Linked DNA regions of Zea mays: regions 2, 3 and 4 are each linked to region 1. Evidence: chromatin contacts called from public Hi-C data. All regions are on one chromosome and are shown on one strand. The core of a region is the stretch at or near the end of the contact, and the rest is flanking DNA. Distances in the headings are between cores, read along the strand shown. Region 1 holds the start of LOC103632998 (plasma membrane ATPase 2). Region 2 holds the start of LOC103634225. Region 3 has its middle 48 kb from the start of LOC100282473. Region 4 holds the start of LOC100282473 (MTD1).

Evidence for each region. Hi-C and Micro-C count contacts between places; a contact is called where the count stands out from the background.
Region 2: a contact with region 1 is called in a Hi-C map of leaf, with 2.5 times the contacts expected there. The contact joins the promoter of LOC103634225 here to the promoter of LOC103632998 in region 1. A contact is called at or near these places in 6 of 25 Hi-C or Micro-C datasets (ear, leaf and tassel).
Region 3: a contact with region 1 is called in a Hi-C map of leaf, with 6 times the contacts expected there. The contact joins the enhancer-like site here to the promoter of LOC103632998 in region 1. A contact is called at or near these places in 2 of 25 Hi-C or Micro-C datasets (ear and leaf).
Region 4: a Hi-C map of leaf shows a contact between it and region 1, with 6 times the contacts expected there. The contact joins the promoter of LOC100282473 here to the promoter of LOC103632998 in region 1. A contact is called at or near these places in 4 of 25 Hi-C or Micro-C datasets (ear, leaf and tassel) and 1 of 3 datasets of contacts at active chromatin or transcription factors (leaf).

The regions. Positions count from the first base shown.
Region 1 is chr7:141,185,602-141,189,037 of Zm-B73-REFERENCE-NAM-5.0, reverse strand. LOC103632998 (plasma membrane ATPase 2) reads left to right here and starts at 1,615. Exons shown (of 24, transcript XR_004851531.1): 1 at 1,615-3,436.
Region 2 is chr7:141,556,929-141,560,364 of Zm-B73-REFERENCE-NAM-5.0, reverse strand. It overlaps LOC103634225, which reads right to left and starts at 1,938. Exons shown (of 6, transcript XM_035961245.1): 1 at 1,875-1,938; 2 at 1-67. The coding sequence starts at 1,938.
Region 3 is chr7:141,496,116-141,499,551 of Zm-B73-REFERENCE-NAM-5.0, reverse strand. No RefSeq gene overlaps it. Among protein-coding and RNA genes, the nearest start is that of LOC100282473, 48 kb to the right of the region's middle. Within about 2 kb of position 1,836, at least 18 of the 20 cell types and tissues checked have an H3K27ac peak or open chromatin away from gene starts, as enhancers often do. A contact at or near this core is called in ear and leaf, where this site is marked.
Region 4 is chr7:141,448,216-141,451,651 of Zm-B73-REFERENCE-NAM-5.0, reverse strand. LOC100282473 (MTD1) reads left to right here and starts at 1,874. Exons shown (of 2, transcript NM_001155382.2): 1 at 1,874-2,370; 2 at 2,628-3,283. The coding sequence starts at 2,042. The coding sequence ends at 3,075.

The sequences.
Region 1 (3,436 bases), core at 366-2,865:
ATTCTCGTCAACCAGACATTGAGTGTTGACGAGTTTGGCCGGTCGCAATGACGACGAGTCTCGTCGATCTCCAGCCATGGACGAAGACGTTGCGGTAGCGCCTGAGCACGAGGAGCGCGCGCGCCCGGAGCTCCAGCGCCGCCTTGGCCCATGACGACATCTCTAGGGCGGCTGTGACCAGGCCGAGCGCCGCCGCCGCCGCGTCGTCGGTGTCCTGCGCGGCCACAGCGAGAGCCGCCCGCGCCTCGCCGAGGGATCCCGACATACGGGGCACGAGGCAGATGCAGTGCTGGAACTCCAGGGAGGTGGACGCCACGCAAAGTACGCCATGAAGCCAGGGGCCACGACATGGTTCTCAGCCGGGAGCGACGACAATGGCGAATGGCGGTGCTGCGAGGATCTGAGACGGACGAAGAGGACTGAAGAGTAGAAGAGTCACACAACATAAAGATTAAGCATACCACAGACTTAAAAACGGCCTAAACCAAAACCTTACCAAACTGGCGAGTGGATTGTTACGAGAATGATAATTGGGCGAGGTCTCACTGCGGGGTACCAAGGTAGCGAAGCCGCATCACGAGAGTATTACAATCACAAATAACTCCATACACGCCCTCCTGCCCTCCCAGCGAGGTCCCTCCGTCCCTGTCGCCTTCGATTCCAATCGACTGTGCCTGACTCCAGTCTTGCCCTGCGCCAGCATGGCCTCACCCATGGTCGATTGCCTCCCCGATCCGGGCGAGCCCCGCCGACATCCCCACCATCGCGCCCTCGCTGACCTTCCCGCCACAGCGCCTCGTGTCATCGCTACCCGTCGTCAACACGTCCAGGTCGTCCTCCCCGCTTGACTATGCCCGCCCTCAGTCTCGCCTGCGTCCACCAACATGGCCTCACCCACGGTCGCCTCCCCGATCCGGGCGAGCCCCGTCGACAACCCCACCGTCGCGCCCTCACTGGCCTCCTGCCGCTGCGCCTTATGTTAGTGTCGCCCGTCGTCGACACGTCCGGGTCGTGCTCCTCGGCCTTCACCCACTCTGGGGATCAGCTCTCCACCCCCGACGCCTTGGTGGCCGGTGGGTGCCGCGCACAGTGCGCTTGCGTACGAATTTGACCATCGCTGGAATCGCATCACACCTCCTTTTTTCCTCTTCTGCCCTGGCGCATGTTTGATGTGGCATGATGTTTGGTCAGCGCTAGATGCTCGACATCCCCATCCGCGCGCTCGAGGCAGAGGCCAGGGACACCAAGATGAGCCCGACCGCGACCGCCTAGCCATCAGCTCCAAAGAAGAAGCCAGGGGACCGATGGACGTCAGTGTTCCGTCGTGGTGGCCCGCTAGATCCATATTCAGCAAGAAAGGTTTGTGATTCGTTTGGCCTTAGGATGACAAACAGTTTTTATTTTTCCAGAATCCCAGTGCATGGAATCCTCTCATTTATTTCGTCAGAACACTGTGGATTTATCCCTTTGCTACTTGCACTCGGTCTTCTTCATTTTCATTCTTCTAGAGCTGGCGGATGCTGTAACTCTGCAGCTTCCTGACTATCACAAAGTAATAGCTAAACCTGTAGCTTTCAATCTCATGTGTGCTTTTGGTTTGTTAGTGTATACGCATACTACTCTATATGAAACTATTTGTGGGCGTCCACATGTGCTTCACCGTGACCCGCCGTAGTGCCCCTGAGACCATCGACCGTGGCCCGTCACCTTCCTCCCTCCCCCCACCCCCCCACACCACCACCACACACACACACTCGCACCCGCCGCAGATATCTCGCCATGCCGGCCCAGGGCCGCAGCCCGTCACCTTCCTCCCCCCGCACCCGCCGTGACAGCCGCCTCCCCACGCCCGCTTACCCGACTGGCCGCACAAGATGCCCACAGTGGCCCCCATCGCGCCCACCCGCTCCCCCCATCCACCGCGACCTCAGCCGCCACGCCGACGCCATCCCCGTCCTCTAGCGCGTTGTCGCCGTCGTCACACCGCCAAAGGTGCCTGCCCCCTGCTACCGAGGTCGACGACCAGCAGCGGCAAGCTGCCGAGCTCGACGACACGCACGCCATGCTTGGCCATATGGACGAGTCCATCGCCTGCTACGAGAAGGGGCTCCAGATCCAGATGTCCGCGCTCGATGAGCGCAATCCCTGCCTCCCTGAGACCTGCAGGTAGGTGACAATGTCATCAAGGGCCCCTCCCCCTTTGTCGCTTCTCGATCTAGATCTCGCCTCTCCCTAAAGCACGGGTTGCACCTCCCCCCGTCACCCACTCCTTCCTTGGCTTCTCCCGGGAAACGACCTTCAGTCTTTACAGGTATGAGGTCTTATTGTGTGCCATCATTTTCTTTTGCTATTCATTCCCGAATCCCCACTGTGCCCTCCAGTGATGATGGGGTATGAGCTCTGAATAACAAACAAGGTAAATGTTTACTCTTTTGAGTAGCTGAATTTTGCTATGATGTAGTAAATTATACTAGTAAATTATACTTGTACTGAATATGAATATAAGAAAAAAATACTGCACTAATTATTTTTCTACGCTCTATATTGTAAAATAATAGGAATATAATAAAAAGCTGACATAAAAGCTAATTTACAACATCCCTTTATTTTACTATGTTTTATGATAAATACCTTGATTTTCCTTGTAAGTTGTATCTTTTAGTGATTTTCAAAGAAACTCCTATTTGCTTGGTGCTTTTTCTGTAAGCATATGTTGATTAAATCTTTGTGTATTCTTTCTGTACACTAATTTAACTTATCATTATTCTGTCATCCAGTATGTTGTCTTATTTGAATGGTTCATTTCCTTCTTTAGGTGATTGACAAGGTTTAGGAGGAAACTTCCAAAAGCCGGTCAAGTATGGAGTGCTTAACATCACTTTGGCAACTTATATTTTTTTACATGTTTGCTTTGTTTGTTAACAACATAATTTATGGGCTGACAATGTGATCATGTATTCTTTCTGGTAGTCTTCGTGTCACTGCTTGCAGTTGCAGGGGAGGGATCATGGCTTTCTTTTATTTTCCATGTGCAATGTTTAATTTAGGTGATGAACTCCAAAGCTTATCCCATTGTTTTCTAGCAAGAGCTAAGCAATACTGGATGGAGAACATTTATCTTTTTAATAACGAGTAAAAGCATAATGGCATGCTTGTGTTTAGTTCTCTGTTTGTTGACCAATCGCTATATTTAATCTTGATTTTTTTTATCTATAACTTGAATTTCAAAGATTCAATATTTTTTATTCAGACATTTTCTCTTCTCTAGATATTCTTTTATGCAAATAACGCGGTTACACTAGATCAGCCAACATTCTGGGAAATAAGCTATATGGTCAGAGTAAGAGGTTCAAGAGTTGATAGTTCAACAACTTTAACTGAGAGCAAATCTACAAGAAAAAGGAAACAAGCAACCTGGAACCTACAACTGCAGGAG
Region 2 (3,436 bases), core at 689-3,188, 370 kb before region 1:
ATCGACGCGTGGACAGGCGGCGGCGCGCCGGTAGACGGTGTGGCCTCAGAAAGAAGATTTACTTCGCCTCAATCGCTTTCAAAAAATATGGGGCTTCGAATCTGGTGCAAGCGGATCTAGTAAAATGGAAATCCGATGAAAAACAAACCTGTGTTTAACAACTTGTCCATGATCTGGAGTTGACGAACAAAGCGATTTAGAGGAACCAAGACGAAAGGTTTAGAGGAACCAAGACGTGAGATGGGAGAAAGAGGAACAGAACGAGAATGGAGAGCGTCGAACGAAGTGAATGAGAGTCGTCCCAGGAAGGCATACGTCAGCTAGAAAAATCTAGATGTGGATAGCAGTGGAGCAATACAAGACGTCGATGACTGATCGTACGTGTGTAGTAATTCTGCAGACGTGGATAGCCTCTGAGGCAGCGTTTCCGTCCTGCTTTAAAGATAAGGAAATATTATTTTGGTTTCATGTTATCAGAATACCGATACGGTTTATCGTTTTCAAAAATACCAGATACCGATCGTTTCCGAGTGGAAAATATGAAAGCGAAAGTACTATATTTTTTTCCTATACTTTCTCCAACCTTAACTGCTGCTCCTCTCTGGGACGACGGCATAAATATGAGTTCAGATTTTTTTTTAAAAAAAATCACACGGTGCTACATGCTGCTGATCTGTACCTTGGCATTTGGCGACAAACAAGACATGATTAGCCATACAACTTGTTCTATATAAAATTCATGTGTACTACGCATATTGAAGAGTATAGGTGATTTTCAAGGTCGCAGTTGTCCGATTTAAATTGTAACACCCAAAAAAAAATCCAATGTGGGGATTTATAAATGATTCTTCAAAAGGTCAAGAGTTAAAAAAAATGTTTCTTAACATCGGATCCCAAGCTTTTAAAAGTTATTATAACCTAAGATAAATAGTTGGCCATGCTAAAATGTCAAGCATCGAATCTAAAACCTTTTTGAACTAGAAACCTAGAAACAAATAAACAATAAAATGATGATAATGGGGAAGTGTTCCTCTCATGAACTAAATAATTAATACTTAAAGATGTTTGACTAAAGAACTCTTGATAAAATATTATCTAACATCTTCCTCTAAAACTAAATAAGTATTAAACCTTTAAACGTTGAATAAACACTTAAACTAATTATACATTCAAATTAATGACTTCTTTGAAATAAATAAAATAAAACGCTTATCATGCGGGGACTATTTTGTTTGTTACATCTAAATTAGAGTTTGAAATTCAAAACCAAACTTGAATATAAATTTGAATTTAAACCTAAAGTTGGGAAGAACAAAAAAAAGAGAAATAGAAATGGAAAAGAAAATATAAAAAAACAAAAGAGAAAGGGGAACACACTAACTGGGCCACCAACCCCAAAATCGGCCCATCTCCTATTAATCCTGGCCGCCAGCCCACTCCGCACTCAGCTATCCTCACTGGTGCGCGGGACCCACATGTCGCCCCCCCCCTCAATCCTGATTCTGTGCGTGTGCCGCTGCTGGTCAGCCTATGGCGGGTGGGGCCATCATGCCAGAGTCTTCTTCTCCGAAGAAAGCGCGTGTGCGGCAACGACTCCGCCTGTAGCTTCCGCGATTCTTGGAGTTCGTTCGCCAGATCCCCCTTTCATCGGATGCTCGCCCCGCGCGCATATAAGCCGACCGCCACCAGGGGACCCTCGTCACCGGGAAAGAGAGAACCACGAGGGAGAGGGGTTCGACGGATTGGGGGAATTCGTGGCAGCGGAGTCTCTGCTGACGCTAGAAGCTTCGCTGGTGTGCGCTGCCTGCGGAGATGGTGCCGGATCTCGGGTAATTGCGGCTGGAATCCTTCGCCGACGCACCGCTACTGCTCACCACCGTGGCCGCGAACCTCCGCGCCGCACCTGAATCCCAGCAACCTCAGCGTGGGGTTCGCCATTACCACGATCTTGTGGTCAGTTGGGGAGCTCAGCCTGCTTTCAAGTACTCGGTAGCAACCTCTCCGTGCTGGACTGGCGGCTTGGTGCGCGGGGAGTCTTCATCGCCGAGGGACCGTCGTCGCGACTTCACCGCTCGTGTGGCCGGAGGCGTTTCCTCCCCTGACTCGCGGTAATTAGCCTCTTTCCGTGTTCACTGGATCCGTAGGATTGTTTTGCACCGTGTCTTGGGGGCAATCGTGCGCTGGGGATCGGGAACTCGTGATTCCGGCGATGGTCCGCCGCGAACCCGAGCGGCGCCGCCGCGTTTGTACGCGGATGAGTAGAGCCTGCACCCAGCCGTTGGATGTGGTTTGGTCGGCGTAGATCAGATCTAGCGTATCGGTTCGGTGGGGATTGCCAGCGCTGTTCGATTCTGATCCGACGGCCGTAATCGCATACCAGTTCATTAAGCGCCAGATCTAATATCAACCACAGAACTCCGATCCTACGGCTCACATCGTCTGATACCCCTTCGCCTTGGCATTTTTGCTAAAGAGCCCTCTGGATTTAGGATACTAACCCGCGGTCCAGTCAAGGATTCTCTGTGTCTTGGGAATCTTTCCCCGAGACCCCTGGGTTCTCTGTAAATAGTGCACGCAGCCAGGCAGGGAAGAAAAAACCTATAAAATCATTTAGAAATCGATTTTTAGTGTAAAAATAAATGCCAGAACTTGTTTAATGTATAGAAAATGCATACTTAGTCCAAATCGACCCATTTCAGTCTCTATAATTTTGTAATAATGTTGTTTATCATCTAGTATCTCTGTTTTGACATGAAAGTCACATTAAAATTTATATCCTATATGATCTTGTACAAAACACATAAAACTTTAGGAAATTCATAATTTCTCCGTTTTAACTCGGATTTGATTCATTCAAGTTGCGTTAGTCTCGTATAAATATTTACTATGCAATAACAACATTGATTATACCATGTCTCATACTTTTATAATTAGATATTTATTTACCCTATGAATTTGGGTTAATCTATTGGATTAAACTCTGATCTTATGGTTATAATCTTACTAAATAATCTTTAATCAAATAATTACTTAGAATGAAGTGAGATAAGTAGAATAACCTCTCATAAGATTTATACTAACCAATTTATAATATACTTTAATATTTTAATACCATAGATCTTCTATAAAATCATAACTCCTTAATCGTAACTTCGATCTGAGTAGTTCTCGATCCCGCGATCTCGTAGCTTCGCGTAGATCATTATTATTTAGTTTGTACTTATGTTTGGTGTGATGTTAATTTTATCTATACCATGTTTGTTTGTATTGCTACGACTAGCGTGAGGTCTCGATGATCTGAAGAATCACCCTGGTAACTGGAATCTCAAGTGCCAGGCAAGTTGTGCCCTTGATCACTTTCATTTACCCAATAATGTTCTTTATTATCACTTAACAATGCATAGGTTTAATTTTGATGGGACCCAACAGGTCACCC
Region 3 (3,436 bases), core at 587-3,086, 310 kb before region 1:
TACTGTTCATGACAAAATCATTATGTTAATTGGAACTTGGAGAACCACCCGGGAAAACAGTGCTACCACAAGGGTGGTATGGGACGCCCTTGGCTGACTAATTAGAAAAAGCTAGTGGAGGACTACCTTTCACGAAATGGGCAAGGGCAGTAGGGGAGTTGTTGGTATAGGGAGGTTCTCGGGTTGATTTTGCTGCGATGACTTTTGAGACGGGGGATTCCTATATTGTGCTCCTAATAACTGTAGTGGGTTTTCTGAAGCTAGTGGAACTTTGTAAAGGTCTTGTAGTGTTAGCCTGCCTCGCTTCCTTGGTAGAGGTGTATGGGGCCCATACAACCCCGTGGCAGATGGATAACATGACTTGTGGGTAAAGATGCTCAACCTCTACAGAGTGTAAAACTGGTATATCAGATGTGCTCACAGTCATGAGCGGCTTGGACCCTCACATGAGTAACTTATGAAATTTAAATTTAATTGGTCATTTGCATCGCATTATGGTTAATTTATTAATTCTGATCTCTCATTATCCGGGTTGGTATTTATTTATACTTAGTAATTGCTAATAAAATTTGACCAACTTATTAAAAGGAATGCTCAGCTTTAACCATTATTTGTTGATCAGATTTACACTTCACATGAGCTCCCACCTTTGGTGAGTTCATCCACATTATTTCCCATAACTTGTTGAGCTATGATCTTTTGTAAGCTCATCCTTGCGATATATAACCCCCCTCCAGAGGAGAAGAACAGGTAGCCCAGGAGGAGGACTACTACGAGGAGTACGAGGAAGTCTAGGTGGCGTCTCTCAGTCAGCTTGATGGCGCCAAGGAATAATTATTAGTTCGCTTATTTGTTATCATTTATTTTGTAAGACTCTTCCGCTATGTAATAATGATTGTGGCATTTATCTCTATACACTTGGTCATTATATGTGTTCTTCTTCTTTGGCGCACATGTGAGAAGCACCCGACTTTATCCCTTAAATCAGGTGTGACACTACCCCATTGAACACACCACTTGTGCGTTGTCTAGCAACGGCTAAATCTATGGCAAGCCGATGTTCCCATTGTGCATCCTCAGATATGTGGCAAGCCCGCTGGTTTGGCTACCTGCGCTCCTAATCAAGATTACTGCACAAGCAGCAGCAGGGTGAGCAGGGTCAGCATGCCTCCTAATCAAGATTACTGCACAAGCAGTAACATGGTGAGCAGATTGAGCGGTCGACGAGCGTACATGGAGGTGATGTGGAATCTTCCCTTGGCTAGCGTGGAGCTATGACTGACACCTGTGGTCCGCCTGTGTGGAGTTGTGCCTGCCGTAGCGGCACACTCTATGCGAGGAAGGGGAAGGGGCGAGCCACGGTGGGTGCGCGAGTGCGAGGGAGAGAAGGAGGCGATGGACGACAGTGGGTTCGTGAGGGAGAGAAGATGGCGGCGGGTTTGAGAGAGAGCAGACGACGGCTTCGACGGGGAGAACCCTCCCCACCTTGAGAGCCGGAGATAGAAACATTGTGTTCCCTCGCGGATCGGGTCGCGAGAGCGTGGTCACCAAATAGTGAAAACAAATCACGGGGGCGATTCAGCCCGTGGTTCATGTTGCAAGGGATTGGGCCGGGATCCCCTGGGATCCTGGGCTGCCAAAGAAGAACTAAGAGAAAATAAACTAATTTTTTTAGAAAAATGAAAATCTCTTTTTTTTAAAAAAAATGAGGTTTACAAAATAGTCCTTGGTGAATAGTTTCAACGGAGCGAAAGAAGCGAACGGACCCGGTGGGAACATCCTGACCGGTTGACCCGACGAGTTGGAGTCATCAGCATCACGTCAAGTCTGCAGGGCTCGCTCGCTCCTTCAACGAAGGAGAGGACATGGCAGGGCAGCACGAAACCTTTTTGATGAGTTTTGGATGGAATCTGAGTTCACAACTTCACATTTGTGAGCATTTATGATGACGGGAAGAAAAGATGAGCCCTGGACGAGCGGGCGGAACGGACGATGGTCAATGGCACAAGTGCGTGCGTGTGCTTCCTTGTCCAGTTGTCCTGTACAGCTATGCTAGTCCTAGCTGAAAGATCCATTTAAGTGAAGTGATCAGCGATACGGAAGCACTGATTTTTATATCTATATTCAAATAAATTATAATAAATTTAGAAAAAACATATATAAAACAAATACATTAATTATTGTATTAATCCAATAAAAAGGTGAAACAGAATTTTTAGGGACGGAGAGAGTATGTAGGATATGTCTCACTACCAAGTGAAGTGCAACCACCTAGAGTCCTACACTACTCAAGGAATGCATATCATATCTGTCGGCGTTTCGAGACAGGGGGTCCCTAAGCCGACGAGTGAGTGTGCTGCGTGCCCCAGCCCAGATGGGTCGAGCGCGTGGGCGAGCGCGAAGGGGGGAGAGGCGAGGTGGCCGGAGTCGAGCGTGAGAGAGGTGGAAGTCCCGCGGCCTTCGTGTTCGTCCCGCGCCCAGGTCAGGTGCGCTTGCAGTAGGGGGGTTACAAGCGTCCACGCGGGTGAGGGAAGCGAGCGGCCCCAAGAGAGCGTCTGTCCCGTCCTCGGTCCCGCGCGACCAACCTTCTCTAAGAAGGCCCTGGTCCTCCCTTTTATAGTCGTAAGGAGAGGATCCAGGTGTACAATGGGGGGTGTAGCAGAGTGCTACGTGTCTAGCGGAGAGAGAGCTAGTGCCCTAGGTACATGCCAATGTGGCAGCCGGAGAGATCTTGGCACCTTGCTGGCGTGATGTCGTGGCTGTCGGAGGTGCGACGGAGCCTGGCGGAGGGATAGCTGTTGGAGCGGTCAAGTCCCTGCTGACGTCGTCCTGCTTCCGTAAGAGAGCTGGGGGCCGCCGTCGTCACAGAGCTGGTGGAGCGCCATCATTGCCCATCCGGCGGAGCTGGCCGGATGGGATGCCGGTCTTGTTCTCCGTGACCCGAGTCGATTCGGGGTAGGATGATGATGGCGCCCCCTGTTGACGTGGCGGGTCTGTGCCCTAGGCAGGGTGACGTGGGGGCTCCTCCGAAGCCGAGGTTGAGTCTGTCTTCTGTTGCCGAGGCCGAGCCCGAGCCATGGGGTCGGGCGAGGCGGAAGTCGTTCGGCCGAGGCCAGGGCGGAGTCCGAGCCCTGGGGTCGGGCGAGGCGGAAGTCGTTCGGCCGAGGCCAGGGCGGAGTCCGAGCCCTGGGGTCGGGCGAGGCGGAGTTCGTTCGGCCGAGGCCAGGGCGGAGTGGAGTTCGCCGTCTTCCGGGTCTTAGCCCGAGTCCGAGCCCTGGGGTCGGGCGGAGCGGAGTTCGCCATCTTCCGGGTCTTAGCCCGAGTCCGAGCCCTGGGGTCGGGCGGAGCGGAGTTCGCCGTCTTCCGGGTCTTAGCCCGAGTCCGAGCCCTGGGGTCGGGCGGAGCGGAGTTCGCCGTCTTCCGGGTCTTAGCCCGA
Region 4 (3,436 bases), core at 625-3,124, 260 kb before region 1:
AAAAAGAACTACATGCATTTACCCTGTTTTTGGTTTCATCTTATTCTTTCTTTCACACGCTTAGTTCTGTGTATCACAAGAGGCATCTAGGTTGACCTCGCTCTTCTTAGTGTTCATGCCCACTGCGCAAGACAACACCACAACGCCGATGGAGTTGGAAGATTTCATCAGGCTCGACTCGATCTGGATGAGATGGACTCTGCTCGTAAGGAGAGACAGAGCGTGCTTGGCTTGGGAGGGCATATTTTTGTTCATCTTTTCATGAGTCATGTTACCTGTCATGTCAGATTATGTAACTTCAGATATTTCTGTTTTTGTGAGAGAAGTACCAAAATAGTTTCACTTTATGACTACTCTCAGATGTGTTCTTGCCGCTGCCACTAATCATATAAGGGTAACACTGTATTTGTTAGCCAACAATTTTGAGATATTAAAGTCGGTGATAATATAATTGTTGTTCGTTTCTATGTAATCGCTGTGCACTAACGTTTTGTTGAATATTTTGTTGTGCCGTTGCAAGGCACGGACACATACCTAGTGAATAATTAAATAGGGACGTGGAAAATAGGCATTTACGGCCGGATCCGACACAGCCGGAGCTAGCCGGTTCCGTTTTTGTTATACATACATCATCACCAGGGATATGCTTCGGAGCCGGGACAGGACCGTTCCTATTTTATTAGTGGGAACCTACCGACAGTCATGACTCATAAGTCGTATCGGCGAGTACAAGGATTATCCCTAACCTTATCGCTCAAACAAAAATCCAAGGATTATCTCCACTCGCCTGCCTGCACTGCTGGTTGATCGGCTGCGGATTAATCAATCGCTCATGGATGGACTGGTCGACAGACAACACGCCCTTGAGCGGCTAGTCAGGAAAAAAGGCATCGTAGCAGCAGCTAGCCAGGAGAAGATTGCAGGAACGCAACGGCCACATGATCCGTGTCTCGCTCTCGGCAGCGAAGCAGCCAAATGTCTTGTCCATATCAATCCCCCCGTCCGAGGCCGCATATTCGCGCGAAAGCTTCTGCTAATCTACTGCTAGTCCACGTCGCTGGCAGCCAGCAGCCGCCCGGTTTGCTCTCCGGACGGACACCACCGAGACCGAGCCCAAGGCTTCCGGCGTCACGCTCTGCTCCGGCCTCTGGGTCGCTCGCTGCTCCGGACCCGGGTCCCGGCAACCTCGTCCACGTCGCTCTCCCGACACCGGCAGCTGGCCTCTGCCCGCCTGCCTCCACAGGTGATGGTGATCTGACAGGTCCACCACCGCACCCCAACGCGCGGCGCGCGCAGGGGGGAGGAACGTGTCAAAACACGTCAGCTCGCCTGCCTCGTCTATCCAAATCCAGACCCCGGGGCGGGGCCCGGAGGTCAGTCGGCCAGAACCGCCCGGCCGGCTCCAACAGTAACGGATAGGGATGGCCCCTGCTGCTTCCTAATCCTTCGTCGGTCCGTCTGCTGGCCTTCCCGAGCCCACAGGAACACGGGGGCGGAAAACCGCGGGTGGACGCGGTCCACTAGCCACGCACGCGAGGGAGGCTCATCCGGGACTCGGATCCTCTGCGTCGCCCAAAACAGCGCTCCGGATGTCTGGGATCATACGCTTAGCGCTTTAGCTATCTCCAGCTGCTCCGTCTCTCATTTCAAACTTTACCGTAAATGGTTCGTTCTACAGTATTTCCCCCCGTAAGAGGTGTATACGGTGCCAGATCACTAACCCTGTTGGCGTGCATTGACATACAATCAATTGCAGAACAGCACACCGCACGTATTTTGTGCTTTGGCCGCAGAGGATCCTGGGGCTTTGCGCCCTGCTTCAGCCTACAAAGACCCCGCGCACCCAGGCTGCGTCCTGGTCCTTGCTCTTATCCTATCCTGCTTTTCTTCGCTTCTCTCTTCCCCGCTCTCTCATTCTTCTCATACAAGTCTGTTGTTGGAGGGACACACGTATCCAGCCCACCAAAGATTTACTCAATTTATCCCAGACGAGACACACACTCGCAACGACCGGACCGTCGAATCTCGCGACTCCGGCGACATGTCGACGGCGGTGGCAGAGGTGCGGCCGCCCTACGGGTTCCCCGGATCCGGGAAGGGGAGCGGCGGCGGGTATGGGAAGGAGGCGCACTTGGCCGCGGCCGGGAAGAGGAGGAGCGACGGCTTCTTCATAGAGGAGGAGGAGGTTGAAGAAGACGTGCTGACTGACAACTCGTCGATCGGGGCGCCGTCTCCCTCGGGATCGTCGATCGGTGAGAACTCGTCGTCGGAGGCCGGCGGGGACGACGGGGAGGAGGAGGTCGAGAGCAAGCTCAAGGAGGGTGATGTGCTCGGCTGCTTGGACGCGCTCGAGGACTCCTTGCCGATCAAGTGAGTTCATAAAGCTTTTGGTTTTTTCTGCGCCTTAGATCGCGCATGCTATTTCGCTTGATTCTGCGAAGTGGGATCTTTTTAATTGAAAAGGAGATAATTTTTTGGGACGTACCAACATTGCTAAAGCACTCCATGGATTTCCGCCTCTTCATTTATAACAGCGAGCGAAGAGAGAGAAAAAAGACAGTAGCTTTCCCCAAAATCGGCTCAAATTGCGCATGGTATTAACTCAGACTTATAATTTGGTTGATCAGGAAGGGCCTCTCGAGCTTCTACTCCGGCAAGTCTAAGTCGTTCACCAGCCTCGCCGAGGCCACAGCGGCGGCGGCGGCGGTCAAGGAGGTGCTGGCCAAGCCGGAGAAGCCCTTCAACAAGCGCCGCCGCATCCTGGCCAACTGGTCCAGGAGAGCCTCCTGCAGCTCGCTGGCCACGGCCACCTACCTGCCTCAGCTCTTGGGCCCCGACCACGCCGTGGCCGAAGGGGACGAGGGCGAGGAGGACGACTCCGACGACGACGTGGAGTACAGCCAGGTGCCGCACCACGGCAAGAACGTCAGGGACGCGCCGACATCGCCACTGCCGCTCCCTAGACTCGGCGGTGTTGGCAGCATGCAGAGGAGGAACGGCCTTGGGAGCTTCAGATCTCCTAGGTCCTTCTCGCTGTCTGATCTCCGTAATAGCAGTGCTGATGGTAGTGATTAGCGGCCACAGATTTGCTTGCAGCTCTGGCCTCTCCTGGCCAGTAAGTAGAGATGTAGTAGCCACTTGCTATATGGTTCCGGTGTATAAGATCCAAATTTGTTGTGTTCAACCTCCTCCTAGCTTTCTTTAACCTCAGATTCCGAAGAAGTGCATCGACTGACCTAACAACTCTGGAGGTATCATTAACAAATGGTGATCATGGTAGTCAGCTGCCTTTGATTAACTCGTGATGTGGCGGTGTTGACCGGGATATGATCCCGGTCCCTAGGGCCCGTCAGTCACAAAACTCCACTTCCAAGTAAGACTTAGCTACGACTCTACTTTGTAGCTCTTAGCTTTACATCCACCTCGATAAATAGAC